Linked DNA regions of Mus musculus: region 1 is linked to region 2. A link is a contact called in public promoter capture Hi-C data. All regions are on one chromosome and are shown on one strand. The core of a region is the stretch at or near the end of the contact, and the rest is flanking DNA. Distances in the headings are between cores, read along the strand shown. Region 1 holds the start of Dffa (DNA fragmentation factor, alpha subunit). Region 2 holds the start of Zfp46 (zinc finger protein 46).

Region 1 (4,663 bases), core at 857-3,356, about 13 Mb after region 2:
GCCTATCCCTCTAATCTTGATCCCTGGGAAGTCGAGATAAAGTTTATTTTTATTTCAGTCATGTGAAATCTTCACATGAATGTCTTTTGCCCACAGTCCTAGGAATCAAACTTAAAGTCTTGTTCAGGCTGGCTTGTGTTCTGGCATTTAGCTACCCCCAGTCTGTATTTTTATTTTTAGCTCAATTTGTTGGTGTCTAAAACAACTCCCTGGTCTACAGCAATGCCCTCCTGTTATTGCTATTTAGCAACCTTTTTGCGTAGTTCAGGAGAGCTGGCTGGTAGACGGCTCATCAGTTAAGAGCACTCACTGCTCTTGCAGAAAAGCCTGGGTCTGGTCCCCACCACCCACATAGTGGCTCACAACTTTCCAGGACCCCAGGGCCAGGGCATGTCTTCTTTTGATCTCAGCAGCAGGTACCGGGCAAATGTGTATGTAGTGCACAGAGATATATGCAAACAAAACATTTATACAATAAATAAATAAATTTAATACAATTTAATACAAAAAATAAAATAAATATTTTAAAGTTTTTCTCTGATGGGACATTGCATTTTTGGCAAGACTGAAAATTAATGTTCTATGTTGAAAACTGACTTCCTTCAAAATATCCTGCAGTGGTGGCTCATGCCTTTAATCCCAGCACTTGGGATGCAGGAAGATTTCTGAGTTCCAGGCCAGCCTGGCCTACAGAGTAAGTTCCAGGACAGCAAGGGCTAAACAGAGAAACCTTGTCTTGAAAAACAAAACAAAACAAAAAATTAATTAATTTTGGTTTTTGAGACAGAATTTCTTTTTTTTTTAAGATTTATTTATTTATTATTATATGTAAGTACACTGTAGCTGTCTTCAGACACTCCAGAAGAGGGAGTCAGATCTCGCTACGGATGGTTGTGAGCCACCATGTGGTTGCTGGGATTTGAACTCTGGACCTTCGGAAGAACAGTCTGGTGCTCTTACCCACTGAGCCATCTCACCAGCCAGAGACGGAATTTCTTTGTGTAACTTTGGCTTGTTCTCCTTGGCCTTGAACTCAATGAGATACAACTGCCTCTGCCTCCCAAGAGCTAGGATTAAAGGTATTCACCAGCATGCTGGGTTACAAAAATAAAATTTTAAGAAACATAAGTAAACCAGCTCCTTTTAAAAACTTAATAATAATTTCATAGCAACCATTTGTGTGTGTGGGGGGGGTATGTGTTCACATGAGCATACATGCATGCATACAAATGTCAGGTTGTGTGATCAGAGAACAACTTTTGGAAATCTGTTTTCCTACCATGCTGGGCTCTGGGATCAAACTCAGGGTGTAAGGACTGGCAGCAAGCACCTTTACCCACTAAGCTATCTTGTCAGCTATTTAACTTAATGTAAAATGTTTACTTAATATTTCAACTTGCTTGTAAATCATATCCTTTAAACTTCAAAAGTCACAAAACCAGTCCTGAAAAACACACAAACACACACACACACAATTTTCTCTTTTATGTAGCTCTGGCTGTGTAGAAACTCACTATGTAGACCAGGCTGCCCTGGAACTCATAAAGATCCTTCTGCCTCCTGAGGATTAAAGGCCTGAGCCACAACACCCAGTTCAATGGCAACTCTTAAAACATGAATATGCATCTGGAGAGATGGCCCAGCAGTTAAGAGCACTGACTGCTCTTCCAAAGGTCCTGAGTTCAAATCCCAGCAATCACATGATGGCTCACAACCATCCGTAATGAGATCTGATGCCTTCTTCTGGTGTGTCTGAGGACAGCTACAGTGTACTTATGTATAAATAAATCTTTAAAAAGGAAAAAAAAAAAACATGAATATATGGCTGGCAATGTAGTGTAGAACTATGCTTACCATACATGAGACCCCGGGTTTTCCATCATACAGTCTTTTAGAGAAGAAAAGGAGGGGAAGGTAACAGGGTAGGGGAAAGAAAACAACAGAAAAAAAAGAAATCTCCAATCTGGACCACTTCCCTAAACTGAATCCCCCCCGCCCCTGGCTTTGAACCCAGAAACTACAATTCCCGTCGTGCCCTGGAACGCCCGTGATTAGCCGCCACTAGAACTACATCTCCCGGCGTGCCTTGGTCTCGCGTAACTTGCTGAGAGAACTACATCTCCCGTCAGGCAGCGGGAGGAAGGTTGTCAAAGCTTAGGGAAGGGGCTCTGGGCTACCTGGGATTTCCCAGAGTCGCCAGGTCCCCACTTTGAGGATGGAGCTGTCGCGGGGAGCCAGCGCCCCAGACCCGGACGATGTCCGGCCTCTCAAACCGTGTCTGCTACGCCGCAACCACAGCCGCGATCAGCACGGCGTGGCAGCCTCCAGTCTCGAGGAGCTGAGGAGCAAAGGTTGGCTGCTGAGGGGACCGGGCGGGGTCGGGAAGGTGACCCCAGAGCCTAGGGACTGCAGGGACCCACGTGGGTCCAGTGATTGACAGATTCCTGGCGTTTTTACTTACCTACACTGAGAGGAGCCGTGAAGGGGACGGGAAACTGTGCAGGTCCAGGTTCATTGACCTGATTTTGGACCAAACCGAGTCCAGCGTATTCTGTCCACTCTGGCTCACAGAGGCGGTACTGGGGCTCCCCGACGGGATGGGAATGGGAGTCCGCACTCAGTACCTATTCCATTAAAAGGGAGCTGTCAGTGCCTGCCCTTAGAGTCCAAGTAAGGAACGTGAGCCATGTTCTGATCCTGACTATACTTTGCATTTAACCATCTCTGGACCCTTAGTTTCCTCAGCCGTGTAGTGGGTGTATTTTCAACTTTGCTTCAAAGGATTCTTGGGACTCTCAAGTGAGATGGTCTGTTCAATGGTTACTTACAAGCGTTATTAGCCCGTAGCAACAAATGAGATACTCAAAGAAGTTCTGCAGGTCTTTCATGTCAGCTAGCTCCGGGCACGGATTCACCTGTGCCAGGGTGTGCATCGCTTCCGGAGAGCTAGCTACTGAGACCCAGGAGCAGGGTTTGATCTGGTGACAGGGGTTCTGTCACACCAAGGCTTGCATTTCACCCCAGCACAAGGTTAGTTCAGCTTAGTGCCACTTCAGTTGCATTGGCTGGGTGTCCTTGGCCCCAGAGACTTCTGTTCTCTGCAGCAGAGCCTATAGCAGACTGACTGGCAGTTCTATTTTGGGTGATGACAGCCTTATGGAAAGCCTCTTGCCTGGCAATAATATAAATGAAATGACACTGAGTAAAGCTTCTGCCAATACTGTAGTTTCCTTCAGTCTAGAAGAACTGCAAAAGAAGATAGCCACAGAGAGAATAAACCACCTACTTTTTGTTTTCTGACATTTGATGTGTAGAATTCAAGATTACCACCGAATAAATGAGCAAGGGACAGCATTACGCGTCCACTGTAATCAGACCAGCCTCTGGTTGGATGCTTATTTATGTAGACTCAAATGCCTCCTATGTGAGGATGCTGGAAAGATGGCTCAGCTGCTGAGAGTGCTTTCTGCTCTTGCAGAGGATCTGGGCTCAGTTCTTAGTACCCACATGGTGGCTCACAACCTTCTAGTACTCCAGTTCCAGGGCATCCAACACCCGCTTCTGGGCTCCATGCATGTGGGTGGGCACAACACATGTATGTAATCTACACACATACCTTCAGAAAAAAGAAACCACTCATGAATATAAAATCTAAACAAACAAAAAGTTTAGGGCTGGAGAGATGGCTCAGTGGTTAAGAGCACTCACTGCTCTTCCAGAGGTCCTGAGTTCAATTCCCAGCAACCACATGGTGACTCACAACCATCTGTAATGAGATCTGATGCCCTCTTCTGGTGTGTCTGAAGACAGCTAAGTCAGTGTACTGATATACATAAAGAAATCTAAAAAAAAAAAAAAAAGTTTAGTCTTAACTATGCTACTTACAGTAGGATTTTGAGTAAATTCCTTAATCTCTCAGAGCTTGGGTTCATTGTCTATAAATTGGGAATAATAATAGTAACTCCTTTGTAGCATCAGTTTTTTACCGGAAACGCAGTAAGAATGGGACCAGGCGTGTGATGAATGTCACATACGTGGGGCATACCAGAGAGTTCTAAGACAGATACCATTTCCTTATGGATGTTTGTCACCTGGCAACTATTTTCTTCTTCTCAGCCTGTGAACTCCTGGCCATTGATAAGTCCCTGACGCCGATCACCCTGGTCCTGGCTGAGGACGGGACCATAGTGGATGACGATGACTACTTCCTCTGCCTTCCTTCCAATACGAAGTTTGTGGCGTTGGCCTGCAATGAGAAGTGGATTTATAATGATTCCGGTAAGAAATGCAGGCTGTGTAGCCAAGAGCCGTGCCAGCTCGATGGCCTACGCAGGCCAGTGGCTGCTGTTTGTCTGGCTGTCTAAGCACTTACACAGCAAAGGTTACCTGAGCATCTCTGCGTGCCAGGCACAGTGCTAAGGCCTGGGGAAGAAGAGGAACGAGACACCCCACCCAGACCCATGGCAACCGAGACCCAGCGTGTCAATGAAACTGGAGGGGGGGGTGGGGGGGGAGTACTGCCACTTCTAGCCAGGGGACTGGGCAAACTACACAGTCTTCTGGCTCCTTTTTTGTTTATTTGTTTGTTTGTTTCGTTTTGTTTTTCAAGATAGGGTTTCTCTGTATAGCCCTGGCTATTCTGGAACTCACTCTATAGACCAGG
Region 2 (4,584 bases), core at 1,835-4,334:
CATCCTGCTCGCGGGCACAGCCCTTAGGAATAAAAGGAAAAGCAGGAGGGACAAAAGAGGGTTTAAAGCTTGGCAGCAGCGGGACAAAAGGCCTCAGAGTTTACAAAAGAGCCTTGAGAGGGAGGCCCTTCCAGGGAGGGACCTGACTTAAGCAGACTGCCTCAACACCAGTCACTCTCCTTGTTCTAGGAGTTTGGTTATTGACCCCTGACTCCGCTTTCTCTGAATGAGGCCTCAATTTGCTGGGTTACTAGTAATCCCAGGTAGGCTCTACGGACCACTCACTTGACACCGCCCACTGGCTGTATTTCCAGCGGAAATAGTGTGAAGATAAGGTCATCCCAGAGTGGACTTCCCAGACCTTCAGGCCACTGAATATACCCACAGCATTTCTGGAAGTTTCTCCTGCTATGAAAGGCAGGCTCATCCAAATACCTACGGTCTTAGTGTTCATTTTGTGCAGGTGTGTTTTAAATCCCTCCCCAACATCCTTAGCAGAGGCAATTCCAACTGTACAGAAAAGGAGAGAAGGGCTGGAGAGATAACTTGGTGGTTCAAAGAGTATACTGCTCTTGCAAAGGTCCCAAATTTGTTTTCCAGTGCTCATATAAGGTGGCTTACAACTGTGGTATTTTACGAACGTGGCATAATAATTCAAGAGAGAGCACTTCATTGGGCTCTGCCAAGGTGTCCCCTCAAACATTTAGGTCTGGTATAAAAGGGTGTTTATTGGGGGAAGGGAGCCAGGGACCTGGAAAGGAATAGAGGCAGAGGAAGGGGAAGAGAGGACAGAGAGAAGAGAGAGGAAGAAAGGAAGAGAAGAAAGGCTGGCTAGGACATGTGGGGAAAAGAGAGAGAGGAAGAAGAAGGGAGGGAGGGAGGGAGGGAGGGAGAGAGAGAGAGAGAGAGAGAGAGAGAGATAAGTCCTTATACTGCCTGGCTCCAGGCTAGTACCTGGGGTAGAGACAGGCAGGCTGTTGCTAGGTAACTGCTGGGCGGAGCCTAGAGGGATGCTAACCACCACCACCACCAGTAATTCCAGCAGGAACCGAACACTCTCTTCTGGCTTCTCCAGGCACCTGTACTCACATGCTCATATCCCTCCCCTTTATAAATAATTAAAGATAAAATAAAATTTAAAAAAGGAAATGGGCCTGGAGAGATTTTTCTGAAAGATACCCAGCCTAGGTCTGTCCAATCTTTATGCCCATATTCTGGCTGTTGTAAATCCTTCAGGATTCTAACTCACATGGTGGCTGGATACATTTTACAGTAGGTAGAATAGTGCAATTTTGTGGCATCGAAACATTTTTTAGTCCTACCCTTGGGAGCACAAGAGAAGCACAGGTAGAAGAGATTCATTGTGGCTGGTAGGGGTCCTGCTAGTTTGTTTTTTTTTTAGACCCCTGAGTCATGTAGCCATAAATAACTGGGCATTGGGAACAGAACACTCTAATAAAAGCATGGCCGGGAATCTTATTTGGAAAAAAAAAATTCCCCAAGTCCTTCAGTGTGTGTGGATGTATCTGTAAAACAAAAGAAAAGTCCCTTTTCCCAGCCTAGGCAGAGAAGTCTCCCGTTCAGTCAGAGACAACAGGCGTCTGGGCATCAAGCCAAGGTTTGGGGATATTTATAACTTGAAGAGGGTGGGAGTCCCTAATAAGCTGCTATATTCTTTTTCCATCACTTCCCTCTCCAAGGCTACAGCAAGCTGGGAGCTCTTCCCCACACAGAATCCCTGTTTTGCTTAGCCCTCGCCTTCCATTGTCTAATTCCTTCATCCCCGCTAGGGAAAGGAAAGGCTACAAGTCCTTCCATTTGGAGGATTCTGAGTGAATGCAGCATAGCCAACGCTGATGTTTCTTGGCCAGCTGTTGTGGCCTCGGAGATCTGTTTATGAGATTGTTGTTTCCCGGAGCTATAGAACAGTCTCTGCAGTCTTGAAGCTTTGTGCTCATCCTACAACCAAACCCTGCCCTTTGCCTGTTAATCCATGGATTCGGATTTCTATTCATGGCCCTGAGATCTCTGGAATCTGCTGGTGATATCTAGAACCTTTCTGAACGTCAGGCCTCTTTAGATCTCTGAGGAGCCAGCGACCACAGACCAGGAGGTAAGCCTGTCCGTTCTGTCCTAATCTGGTTTTGTGATTTCTTTGAAACAGAGACTACTAGCATCCTTAGGACTCCAGGTTGTCGCAGGCCTAAGGTTTTCATGATGTTGGGAGGTCTCCAAGATTCCTTTCAGCAGAGACACCCTCAAGAGTACCAAGTCCCTGAGTCTCCCACTCCAGGGCCAGCTATTTCCCTACACACCCTACCCCACCCCCCCGCTTCTGATTTCAATGTTTTGGCGACTTAGATGGGTGCACTTGAGCTCCGTCTCTATAAAAGAGCTCGAGACGCTCCCTACAGGGTTAACGTTGGAACACCCTGGGCCGGGCCGCGGACAGCACTCCAGCACCGGACAGGGGACGCGAGGCCTCGTGGGATATGTAGTCTGGGGTGGGTTGTGACTGCCGGAAGGCCTACTGGGAGTTGTAGTTCTCAGTATCCAGAAAGCGAGAGCTTCAGGCGGTGTTGGGAGTCCGTGGGCGGGGCCCAAAGTTCCATCCCGGCCAGGGAGTCTCCCAAGGGAGGGAAAAGAAGCCTTTTCCCGCTCTGGCCTGGGCTGTCAAATGAGGGGTGATCTCAGCTGAGGTCAGCCCGAGCTTCCACACTCAATCTAACCTCGCGGATAATATATGACTCAAAGATGGTCGTAGGGCCATGAGAAAAAAAAAAAAACACAGACGCTTCCTTTGCTGAGTCGTGCTGTGGTTTCCGAGAAAAAAGTATGTGTGGGGGTATTCTCACTGGTCTTGAAGGTCGCGGTCCTGTCTCTTCCCTTTTGTTCTTTTCCCTCCCCTGCTCTTGGCTGCTAAGTGGCCTTTGTACGCCAGAGTGAAACTCCAAGTCCCGTCAGGCCGCGAGGTGCGCGCACGCGTGATGGAGCTACCCGGCCACGCCGCAGGAGGAGGGCTGATGGTTTGGCTTCTGATTGGTCAGATATTTTACGATTTCTTTTCGCTGATTGGCTGGGATTGCTGCCGGAAAGGTCCCAGCCCGGAGATGGCAGAGCAGAGGCGTTCTATGGGCTGGGTTGAAAGCCTCCTCCCTTGAATTGCATCGGCCTGACCCCCCAGCCTAGGGGGCACCCAGCCAGTGCCTGCCCTCTCCTACCCTAACGTTGCACGTACTCGATATTAACCGAGACACGGAGAGTGGGTGACTCTTCGGGAGTCAGAGAGGAGAGTGACCAGTCCTGGGCCTTCCCCTCATACCCTGCGACCAGAACTCCAGCCCTAGGGAGTAGTGGGCAGGGCCTCTTGCCGCGCCTCACGTCCTGCTTTTCGCCTCCTTCAACGTTGTCTGCTAGCTGGTTTTCCTGCTCTCTCTCTCCCAGGAGACGAACGCTTGAGCCCGAGATGGCAGCCACCCTGCTCATGTCTGGGACTCAGGTAAGCCCCGAGGGCTCTGCTTACCCATCTTGCCCGGTGTTTCCCCGTCTGCAAACCCCTATAGGAAATTCCCTGGGATAAGCTCATTTTGCTATTCTGCTTAGTATACGGGCTTCGAGTTGGCTAATATAACCATATACAAGCATATATAGAACACCCACTGTAAGACTAAATACTGAGGAGAATAAAACCAAACAAGATGGGTGGTACCCTTCTTGCCAACAATCTGTAGGGAGAACGGTGTGTCCGGTTAACCTGGATGCGATATGGTAAGTATTCTGTTGGCCTGAGCAAGGACGTATTGTGGTGTGGGAAATAGTAAGTCGAGGAGTGGTTAATTCTAGATGTGGTGTCCAAGGATGGAGCGAAGAGTGATAAAGGGTGGGGAGAAACAGAACAGCAGTTGGCTCTAGAACTGGGCCATAAAGACGAGAATTTCACTGGTCTAAGAAAAGGAGAGCCTTGTATGTAAGGGTCCAAAGTGGGCAGGGACGGCCTGAGCGGGAAGCTAGTAGATTGCCCCTGTCTTTTGACCACATGTCTTTTTTTCTTCTTTCTTTATTATTTTTTTTTTCCTTCGGACTCTACAGATGAGACTTAATGCCACTGCCTTCTCGACATTTCTAACCATGTCTCTAATTTCAAGAAGAAAAGCTGGTTCTAAACTCCTAGATACCAAGTAGTGAGGAAGCGTTGTGTGATTTCAGGCCCCTGTGACATTTGAAGATATGGCCATGTACCTCACTCGGGAAGAATGGAGACCTCTGGATCCTACACAGAGAGATCTTTACAGGGATGTGATGCAGGAGAATTACGGAAATGTTGTCTCACTGGGTGAGTGAGGACTTTTATCTTGTCTTACCTCTTAGGGGTTTTGAAACTGTCAGAACGGCTTAGGTCTTTTCGATACAGCCTTGTTTGTTGTTAAGGAAAACCACACGGTTAGTTACCTGCTTTGGTGCTCATTCAAATCTTTAAGTGTGGGAAGATCCGTGTTTCCCAGTCTTAAATGAAAAGTAAAGTTTCTGCCGTTTCCGAGACTCTGAGGATTCTCGTGCCCTGAGTCATTAGCGGCTCTGTGGCCT

Evidence for each region. Promoter capture Hi-C pulls out the DNA fragments that hold promoters and counts their contacts.
Region 1: a contact with region 2 is called in a promoter capture Hi-C map of pre-B cells, with 6 times the contacts expected there. The contact joins the promoter of Dffa here to the promoter of Zfp46 in region 2. A contact is called at or near these places in 1 of 39 promoter capture datasets (pre-B cells), 1 of 484 Hi-C or Micro-C datasets (CD4 T cells) and 1 of 9 other capture datasets (liver).

What each region holds. Positions count from the first base shown.
Region 1 is chr4:149,102,036-149,106,698 of GRCm38.p6, forward strand. Dffa (DNA fragmentation factor, alpha subunit) reads left to right here and starts at 2,107. Exons shown (of 6, transcript NM_001025296.2): 1 at 2,107-2,351; 2 at 4,117-4,278. The coding sequence starts at 2,216.
Region 2 is chr4:136,282,983-136,287,566 of GRCm38.p6, forward strand. Zfp46 (zinc finger protein 46) reads left to right here and starts at 3,085. Exons shown (of 3, transcript NM_009557.4): 1 at 3,085-3,499; 2 at 4,090-4,333. The coding sequence starts at 4,228.